Regions from separate parts of the Mus musculus genome. Here region 1 is linked to region 2. The links are chromatin contacts, called in public Hi-C maps. All regions are on one chromosome and are shown on one strand. Each heading gives the region's core, a stretch centred on a gene start, on an enhancer-like site or on the middle of the called end of the contact. The rest is flanking DNA. Distances are from core to core; before and after follow the strand shown.

Region 1 (4,857 bases), core at 1,757-4,256, 140 kb after region 2:
CTGAAGCCATGAGACATGCCTTGATCCAGAAATGACTAAAGGACCCGAAAATACCAGAGGTATTTCTTCGGTTTTGAAGTTTGATGGCGTGGTCGAACGCCAGCCTAACCCTGTGGACTGTGGCCTCTACTGTGTGCTTTATTGTTATCAGAGGAATCAAAGAACGCCATATTATAGTGTATATGTGTATGTGTGTGTGTGAGTGACACGGCACTTCCTCAGTGTGGAGGTTAGAAGACAGTTTTCAAGAGTGGGTTCTTTCCTCCTGTGTGATGGAGGACTAAATTCACAGCAGGCTTGCATGGCAGCTGTTTTTACCCACTGAGCTGTTCTGACTAGCCCAAATGAAAGATATTTTTGGTTAGAGAGTATTTATCATGTATTAGTAACTAATCTGTCAAGTTGGCTTTCCTGGTGACCCCGTCAAATTGTTTCTCTTTGCTCCATTATCTTTGAAGTTGTGTTTAACAAAGGGAAAGAGATCTTTCCGTTGCCCAAACCAAACAGGTTCTGGCATCCTGTTTACTTCTAAGGACAGTTCTGTAGCTATTCAAGTTGCCCAAACCAGTCTTAAAGGCTCCACCTCTGTCTAAGCTCTAATTTTAACTTTAAGAGAAGGGGTTCCCGTCCTTTCTCCATGTACTCGTTTCCTCTCCCACCTTGCTCTGACTCCCTGGTGTAATGGGCGAGGATAAAGAAAAGCAAAGAGAAAAGGAGTTTTTTTTTTTTTTTTTTTTCAGCAACCCCATCTTCAGGCTTTTAGGTCTTGGAAACAGACAGTTTGAGAGGGGGAGATTTCATAATAAAGACACAAGACTGCTCCCTGAGGACCTAGCCCATGGTTCTTAATTCTTGCTTAATGTGGAGTGGTGTGTGTGTGTGTGTGTGTGTGTGTGAGAGAGAGAGAGAGAGAGAGACAGAGAGAGAGAGAGAGACAGAGAGAGAAAGAGAGAGAGAGAGAGAATGTGTGTGGTGTGTGTGTGTGTGTGTGAGAGAGAGAGAGAGAGAGAGAGAAAGAAAGAGAAAGAGAGAGAGAGAGAATGTGTGTGTGTGTGTGTGTGTGTGTGTGTGTGTGTGTGTGTGTGTGTGTGGTGGCGCACACCTTTAATCCCAGCACTCGGGAGGCAGGCAGGCAGATTTCTGAGTTTGAGGCCAGCCTGGTCTACAAAATGAGTTCCAGGACAGCCAGGGCTACACAGAGAAACCCTGTCTCAAAAAAAAAAAAAAAACAAAAAAAAACAAAACAAACAAACAAACAAACAAAAACAAAAAACCAAAAACAAACAAACAAACAAAAACCTAGAGTTATTTTGAAAGAGGAGCCTCACCATCTAGAGACTGCCATATCCAGGGATCCATCCCATAATCAGCTTCCAAACGCTGACACCATTGCATACACTAGCAAGATTTTGCTGAAAGGACCCAGATATAGCTGTCTCTTGTGAGACTATGCCAGGGCCTAGCAAACACAGAAGTGGATGCTCACAGTCAGCTATTGGATGGATCACAGGGCCCCCAATGGAGGAGCTAGAGAAAGTACCCAAGGAGCTAAAGGGATCTGCAACCCTATAGGTGGAACAACATTATGAACTAACCAGTACCCCAGAGCTCTTGACTCTAGCTGCATATGTATCAAAAGATGGCCTAGTAGGCCATCACTGGAAAGAGAGGCCCATTGGACTTGCAAACTTTATATGCCCCAGTACAGGGGAACACCAGGGCCAAAAAGTGGGAGTGGGTGGGTGGGAGGGTGTGGGGGACTTTTGGGATAGCATTGGAAATGTAAATGAGGAAAATACCTAATAAAAAATGTATATAAAAAAAAAAAAGAAAGAAAGAGGAGCCTCAGTTGAGAAGATACCATCACCAGGTTGCTTGAAGGCAACTTTGTAAGGCATTTTCTTGATGAACCTGTGATATGGGAGGAGCCATCCCATTGTGGGTGGTGCCGGTCTTGGACAGGGTGTCCTGGGGTGTATAAGAAAGCAGGCTAAGCCAGAGGGAGCAAGTCATAAGCAGCCTTCATCCATAGCCTTTGTTTCGGTTCCTGCCTCGGGTGCTTGCCCTGACCTGCTCAGTGATAGAGTATGACCTGGGAGCGCTAAGATGAAACGAACCTTCTTTCCCGGGTTGCTCTTGGTCTTCATACTTCATCTCAGCAACAATTGATACATGAGCCGTTTCTGTGCATTCTAGGAGGTAATTTGAAACTCTTCTGGATTCAGCTAGGAAGCTGTCTACTTTAGCTTGTAGCTAGCTGCTCGGACCCATCTGCCCCCTCCGGAGCCTAGAGACTTCCAGTCACCTCTCATTTGCTCCTGACCTCTCCTGGTCCATGGGGAAACACATACCATTTGTGGGCACGAGGCAGCAAACTTCCTGGTTCTTTGCCAAAACTGCTTGCCAACCTGTGTTCTCCCTTTCCAGATTTCCTGAGCGTGTCAGGTCACAGCCCTCTCTGACCCATTAGCTGTCCTCACACCGCCTTTCAGGTCAGCTCATCTCAGACTCCACTCAAAAATTCTTCTCCTACATGGTCTGAAGTGAAGGCCAGGGTTTCTGAGCCCCTGCCCTCCACTGTCTGTATCCACGTTCTGGTACGTACAGTCACAGGGACCTGGCTGAGGATGCGAGCCCTGCAGAAGTAGCGCGCCATTGTTATCTTTGTAAAGCCTACTGCTCTGTTCTGAACTCGGGTTAGTGCGCAGCCGCTCCTCTCTGGGGTTTCTTGGCTAAGACGCCAGCTTCACTATCGTTCTGCATGCATGCACACGCCATTTCCAGCCAGCTAAGTACAAAGCCCTTTATCATAGTTTTCTGTGTTAAAATATGGGCTAAACATGGAATAGAATTTTAGTCTACAAATTATTTTCAAGGAAAACGTCTAGAAACTTTCAATGGTCTTAAGAGGAGAGACTTTACAACTTGCGCAGGCCCTGCCTTGCAGAAAAGGACTAATTTCCTTCCAGGGCATCATGCATCCTTGGCCTGGGGACTTCCTCCTTATACTGAACCACACCTCCGTTCCTGGCTTTACCTGGTTGTTGATCCTGGTGCCTCAGAAACACAATCTCTCAACACTCTTTTTCTCTTCTTTCTCCTTCTCCCCAGTGGTTGGTTGGTTGGCTCAAAGCAGGGTCTCACTCTGTAGCTGAGGTTGGCCCTCTGAGTGGCCCTTCTATTTTAGTCCCTTGAGTGCTGGGCTTACAGACATGACTTAGCACAGACAGCTGGCGTCTACTTCTTTACAGACTTTAGGTTCTAACTTCTGCCCCTCAATACGCATTTGATCACTTTCACCATCTTGTCCCTGACTTCCATTTTCTATGTTCTTCTTTCAGTTTGTCAAGTAAGGTTAATGTAGAAACATTTTGAAATACACGCACACACACATGTGGGCATGCACACACATAACTGTGTGTACTCACACATACCCAGAACCAACCCGGGGGCTAAGTTAAACTATCCGTCACTCTGCCCATGGGTCCATGTCATCTGGCAGATATGACAATAACTTACATGGGTCAGTCAATCCTATATTTAGAGCATTTGGTTCTTTAACCCATAAGAGTACACGCTAATCCTTTTATGTGTACCAATCTTAAAATAGCTCAATATTTTTAATACAGTAAAGACTACAAGATGCTCACTGAACTCATGAGCCAGGTGGGGTAATATATCCCACAAGAGGAGCGAATACTAAATAATATTTTTCTACTTTTGCCTTTAATTATAGATGACATGAATACATTGTTTATCATTGTGTATCAGGCAGTGCGTGTTCATTGCTTCTGTGGACAGCTTCATACAATTCTCAACACAGACCCATGAACCGGACACTATCATCATCTCTGTTTTCTATCTGTGTACCTCTTGCACTTGAACAAGGTAAGTAGCCTCCCCTCAGGTCAAAAGCTAAGGACAGTTAGTGTGAGGAGCTGAGCACAGGGAGTCTCACAGCAGAGGTCTTTTTCAGTCCTTTTTCTTTCTCTCTGTCCTAAGAATTGAACTCAGGGCTTTGCTTATCCTAGGCAACTGTTCTGCCACTGAGCTATGCCTGGCTCAGAGGGGTTTTTGTTTTAATTAATTAATTTTTTTATACTCCATATTTTATCACCCCCCCCATCTACCTTCGACTGCTCCACATCCCACACCTCCTCCCCACCCCATCCTGTCTCCATGTGGATGTCCCCACCTCCACCCCACCTGACCTCTAAACTCCCTGTGGCCTCCAGTCTCTTGAGGGTTAGGTGCATCATCTCTGAATGAACACAGACCCGGCAGTCCTCTACTATATGTGTGTTGGGGGCCTCACATCAGCTAGTGTATGCTGTCTGTTTGGTGGTGCAGTGTTTGAGAGATCTCAGGGGTCTAGATTAATTGAGACTGCTGGTCCTCCTACAGGAGCAATCTCTCTTCTCCTCAGCTTCTTCCAGTCTTTCTCTAATTTGACAACAGGGGCCAGTTGCTTTTGTCCATTGGTTGGGTACAAATATCTGCATCTGACTCTTTCAGCTGTCACACTTGTAATCTCAGAATTCAGGGGACAAAGGCAAGAGGATCACTGCAAATTAAGGGCAGGCCTGGGCTACATAGTGGTTTCCAGGTCAGCTAGAGCTCCATAAGGATTCCTGTCTCAAAGAGAACAAACTCAAGTGTTCATCATTCATAGTAGAATGGTAGACTTTACGGAAAGCAAAATGTGAAATTGCACGGGGAGACATTTGTAAAACAAACAAACTAAAAACCAACCAATCAAACAACAAAACGTTGGACTCTGATACTGGAGCTGGGTTGGCAGAGGACTTGCCTAACATACACGAAGAATCGGTTAAAATCATGATGACCTAGGCCTGT
Region 2 (4,841 bases), core at 420-2,919:
TTTGTAACAGCAATTAATGAAAAAAAAAAAGCTTCCATGAATTTGAAAGAGAGCAAGGAAGGATACATGTGAGGGCCTGGAGGGAGGGAAGGGAAACGGAAAATGATGTAATTATATTATTATCTCAAAAATAAAAGAAAAAATGACAGACATATTTATGTGTTACAACATGGTTAACCCTTGTGGTCATTATGAAAGGATAAACACAAGCCTACTTAAACGAGGCACCATGAACAGCCAAACTGATGACAAAACAAACCAACCAAACCAAAATGATAGCTGCCAGTTTCTTGGGGGTGGAGGGGAGCCTGTAGAGTTGGGGTCTTGATAAGGTCATTTGGGAGATGGATGGTGGTGACAATTGTACAGTGTAAAAGTACTTAATGACATAAAAACAATTACAATGTTGAGCTTTTTAAAGAGTTCTTTACTGAAATAAAAGTGAGTGTGTAGTGCAACAACACACACTCACACATATGAAATGTGTAAACTCACTGCAAAACAATGGAGTTTTCATCATCAAACTCTCTATGGCCTGTGTTTTGTAGCCATCAGGAAGCAAGGAGCATTTACTGAACTTGCAGGAATTGTTCCTTTCACTGAGTCCTGCTGTGATTTCTGGCCAGCCTTTTACTGTTTCCTGTAATACTTGGTTACTTAGACTTTTATCAGACTTTTAAAACAAGCCAGGCATTTTGATATGGGAAAGGAAAGTTATTTCCTTAATATAGTGTTTCCTCCTGATAGCATACATTTGATGAAAACAAAATAAATTAGCAAATAATCATTTTCAAGGCTTGTAACCTGAAAAATAATCTCCACAAACACAAACAAGGACTAAAATGTTTTATAATTGGTTTGTGGCTGCTCACTGTGAAAATTTACACCTCCTTTCTTTGAGTTCTAAAACTTCAGAACAGTTTCCTTTATTTTAACAGCACAGCCCCTCTTCTCCCACCACAAGCGCTCATGTTTGTTTGGCTTACAAGCTACTATATATTTTTAGCATATCACCTGTAACAATGCCATATCACTGCATAATTTCCAAACTAAAGCTTTTCTAATGATCACTTGTTAATCTTTCTTAACACCTATGGTATCATTGTAGCTATTACACAGGCATCCGTAAACCCACACTCTCCCACTGTCCCTGGCATTGTTGCAGTTATTATACATACTTAGTTCAGTTCCAGCACTTAGAAAACTCATGTTGCCATCCTTAAAACTAGGATTGCTTGAAGCATTGCCATGGACGGTGGGTATAAGTCCAACTTCTAGTGGCACTAGAAGTGCCACTTCTAGTGTAATGTTTGAAGAGCCCAGAGATGATTCTGTGTTGTATGGTCTTTTCATTCCTACAACTACACTGCTTCTGTGAGACACTGGCACCTAGGAAGATACCCTGTGCTGACCCTCAGTACACATGTATGAATAAGGTATAGACTGTGACAAGACACTGAAATCTTGAAGATATTACCACTTGTAAGTATGACAGTTAATATGTTAAGAGTCACTTAGGAAATTCATCTCTAGACATGAACATGAAGGTTGCTGAACTGAGGTGGGAAGACACGTGCTAACTGTGGCAGCACAGTCCACAGACTGCAGCCCTGGTCTCAGTATGAGCATTCATCTTTCCCTGCTTCCTAACTGCAGATGCAGTGTGACTCAGCTACCTCCAGTTCTCACGGTCATGCTATTCTGGCCACGCGGAGCTTGTTGGGAATAAGCAAAGGAATGTGACTAAGTACTGACATTTTACTTCAGACTCCGTTTTACCTAAGCTGACCAACTCCCTCTCTAAGCAACAATGGTTCCTCAAAACATAATGCCTATTCCTAACAACAGAAAGAACCAATAGATTTGATTGGTTGGGCACAACCACTTATATTCAGTCACTTGACAATGATGGAACACTTGGGAAAGTCCCTAATCCCGAAGTGCTGACTGGTGAAAATTACAACTGTAACTTGGCCCAGATGCTCATGGGTTTTATGTGTATAAACCCTGCTTCAGCCCCTAGTCGAGGGCTGTCAGAAGAAACAAGCTTTTGGAATCCCTGTCTGGTGTCCTGATTAATCAGCAACCACTTACCTGGTGAGAATAATAAAGGATTTTGCTGTTTCATGGTATATCCCCTCTCCATCCTCAAGGTGCACAATGGTCACAGTGTAACAGGTATTTAATACTCTCAAGCTATAAGCCCAGGTAACTCAAGCTGCCTTATCAGGTATATCACAGCAACACTAAACCTAACTAATACTGTAACCTAGAACCTGTATATCCCGGCTGATGATGTTTCCTTTTCTCACTCCTTTAAAAGTCTCAGGCATGGTCTTCCCCTATGGAAAGGAGCCAGCTCGGGTTTTCCATTTGGGATAAGGGGATGCTCTGGCACTTTGGTCTCACTTTTGGTTCACAATTTAAAGTAGGGAGCCTCTCTATACTCTGGCCTCAGTTATGGTTTGCCATCTGAGGTTAGGGAGTGCAGAGACTTCAGTCTCCACCCTAGGTCATCCCACAAGGTCAGGGAATCAGCAGAAAATCCAGCATGTATTCTCTACAGCTCTTCCTTATTTATAGAGAAATAGTAACTGTGGCAGGCCACTCTGTTTCCTGGTGCTCATGTCCTCCTTTCTTTCCTCCATATCGTATCCAAACTGTCACAACTCCCACAGTATAGTACCCATGATCTAGATAAAGTTCCTGACACACAATTCAAAATAAGTTCATAACAAGCTAAAGAGAACATGCATATATTCAAGAACACAAACTGGATAAAAGAAGGAAGTCAGTTTAGATTATGAAAATAGAAGTCAAAAGGAAATAGAAATATTGAAGAAAAAACAAACTGATAGAAATGAAAAACACAATAGGTCAAGTCAAAGTGCAGTGAAAAGCCCTGCCAATAGAAGGGATCACATGGGGGACAGAACTTCAGGACATGAAGGCAAAGGAGAGGAATAGGATCACACAGATATATACTTAGGGAAAATCTTTAGGACACTATGAAAGGCAAATTAATGAATTATGGGCATGGAAGGAGAAGAATAGGAAATGTTTTCAGTAAAAATCACAGAAGATCATTTCCCAAATCTTGGAAGAGAAATGCCTATCCAGATACAAAAACATCATACAGACAGGATAATAAAAGAAACACCCATGCTACAGAGTTAAAACACTAAATTTATAGAACAAAGAAAGTACATTAAAAGCTGCAAGCAATAAGGACCAAGTTGGACTAGAAAAGAAACAGCCATGTCACAGAGTTAAAACACTAAATATACAAAACAAAGTTAGCACATTATAAGCTATATGCAAAAAGGATCAAGTGACATACTAAGACAAGCCCATCAAAATAATTGCTAACTTCTCAGAGGAAACCTTAAAAGCTTGAAGACTTGGAAAAATACGCAACTCAAATTCTTAAAAACCACAACTGTCAATATACCCAACAAAACTATCTATCCTAAATGAAGGAGAAAGGAAAATTTAGCATTACAAAGGCAAGCTAAATGTAACTTATGACCAAATAACTAGCCTAATAGAGGCTACTGTGAGGAATTTTTCAGACAGAAAGGAAAGATTAAAAGGAAAGAAACATAGTCAAAGAAAGACAAGTTATACAAGAGGACCAAAACCAAAGCCAAACCAAAACAAAAAAACCAAGCAACCAACCCAACAAACAAACAAACAAAAAAAAAAAACCCTACAAAATCAACAGAAAGAAAAGAATCAACATACACTTTTATGTCCTAGGCACAGAGAGAATCTAGCAGATAGGATTAGAAAACAGAACCCTTCCTTTTGTTGCTTCTAAGAAATATACTCTGCCATCAAAGATACATTGTCTTAAGGTAAAAGGGTGGGAGTTTTTAGAAACAAATAGGACTGAGAAAAAGCAGACATCCCTATTCAAATACCTATAAAAAAAGACTTCAGAGTTAAATCTAACCAGAAGATATAAAGACAGTTCAAAATCTGTAAAGAAACAGCCCAACTAGGATATTACAATTCTAAATGCACCAAATACAGGCTCACCAAATTTCATTAAACATATGCTTCTTTAATAAAAACACAAATTTATCATACTGCAGTAATAGTTGGTGACTTCACTATCTCAGACTTTCACCATTACAGTCATCAGATAATAAAGCCACACCACATATCAAATGGAACAAAGAGACACTTCAGAACATCCCACCAAAATTCTACAGAACACAAACTCTTCTTAGACATCCATGATACCTTCTCCAAAATGGAATTACAAACTAGGATACAAAGCAAGCCTTAATACAGAGAAAGTAAAGCAATCTCTTTTATATTTTATCTGAGATCACAAGGTAGTAAGACTACAAATCGATAGCAAGAGAAATTATAGAAAATACACAAATTCATGTAAAATAAACAGCACAATATTGAATGAATGGAACATAAAAGAAATCAAGAAGGAAACTGAAAAATTCCTAGAATTGAATGAAAAATGAAGACACAATATACTAAAACCCATGGGATACATGATAGTCCTAAAGTTTATAGCTCTAAGTACTGATAGTAAAAAAATCAGAAATATCTCAAATAAACAACCTAACTATATACCTTTAGACATCTTTTGAATATGATACAGCTGCTGCCATTATGAACTCTCTGTGTGCACATACATACACACCAAGTCAATTTTAGAGTGTATTTTAACAGGCTATTCAGCTCCTCAGAGTGATGAACTAAAATCACTATTGTGAAACAAATGTGAAAAGCACACATGACTAGACAGTAGGCATAAAAGTTTGATTTCTTTATCCTGTTATTATGACACATGCATACCAAAAGAAAATGCATTT

The links. A called contact is a pair of places that touch in the nucleus more often than the background predicts.
Region 1: a Hi-C map of uterus shows a contact between it and region 2, with 4 times the contacts expected there. The contact joins two enhancer-like sites. A contact is called at or near these places in 1 of 15 datasets of contacts at CTCF or cohesin (the NIH/3T3 cell line), 25 of 484 Hi-C or Micro-C datasets (B cells, CD4 T cells, DN2 thymocytes and 18 more), 5 of 115 datasets of contacts at active chromatin or transcription factors (the 230-238 cell line, embryonic stem cells and heart atrium) and 3 of 9 other capture datasets (adipose tissue, liver and pancreatic islet).

What each region holds. Positions count from the first base shown.
Region 1 is chr3:123,083,670-123,088,526 of GRCm38.p6, forward strand. All of the region lies in intron 4 of Synpo2 (synaptopodin 2), which reads right to left. Among named protein-coding and RNA genes, the nearest start is that of Myoz2, 51 kb to the left of the region's middle. Within about 2 kb of position 3,007, at least 14 of the 459 cell types and tissues checked have an H3K27ac peak or open chromatin away from gene starts, as enhancers often do. A contact at or near this core is called in uterus, where this site is marked.
Region 2 is chr3:122,941,907-122,946,747 of GRCm38.p6, forward strand. All of the region lies in intron 14 of Usp53 (ubiquitin specific peptidase 53), which reads right to left. Among named protein-coding and RNA genes, the nearest start is that of 1810037I17Rik, 20 kb to the left of the region's middle. Within about 2 kb of position 1,670, at least 35 of the 459 cell types and tissues checked have an H3K27ac peak or open chromatin away from gene starts, as enhancers often do. A contact at or near this core is called in uterus, where this site is marked.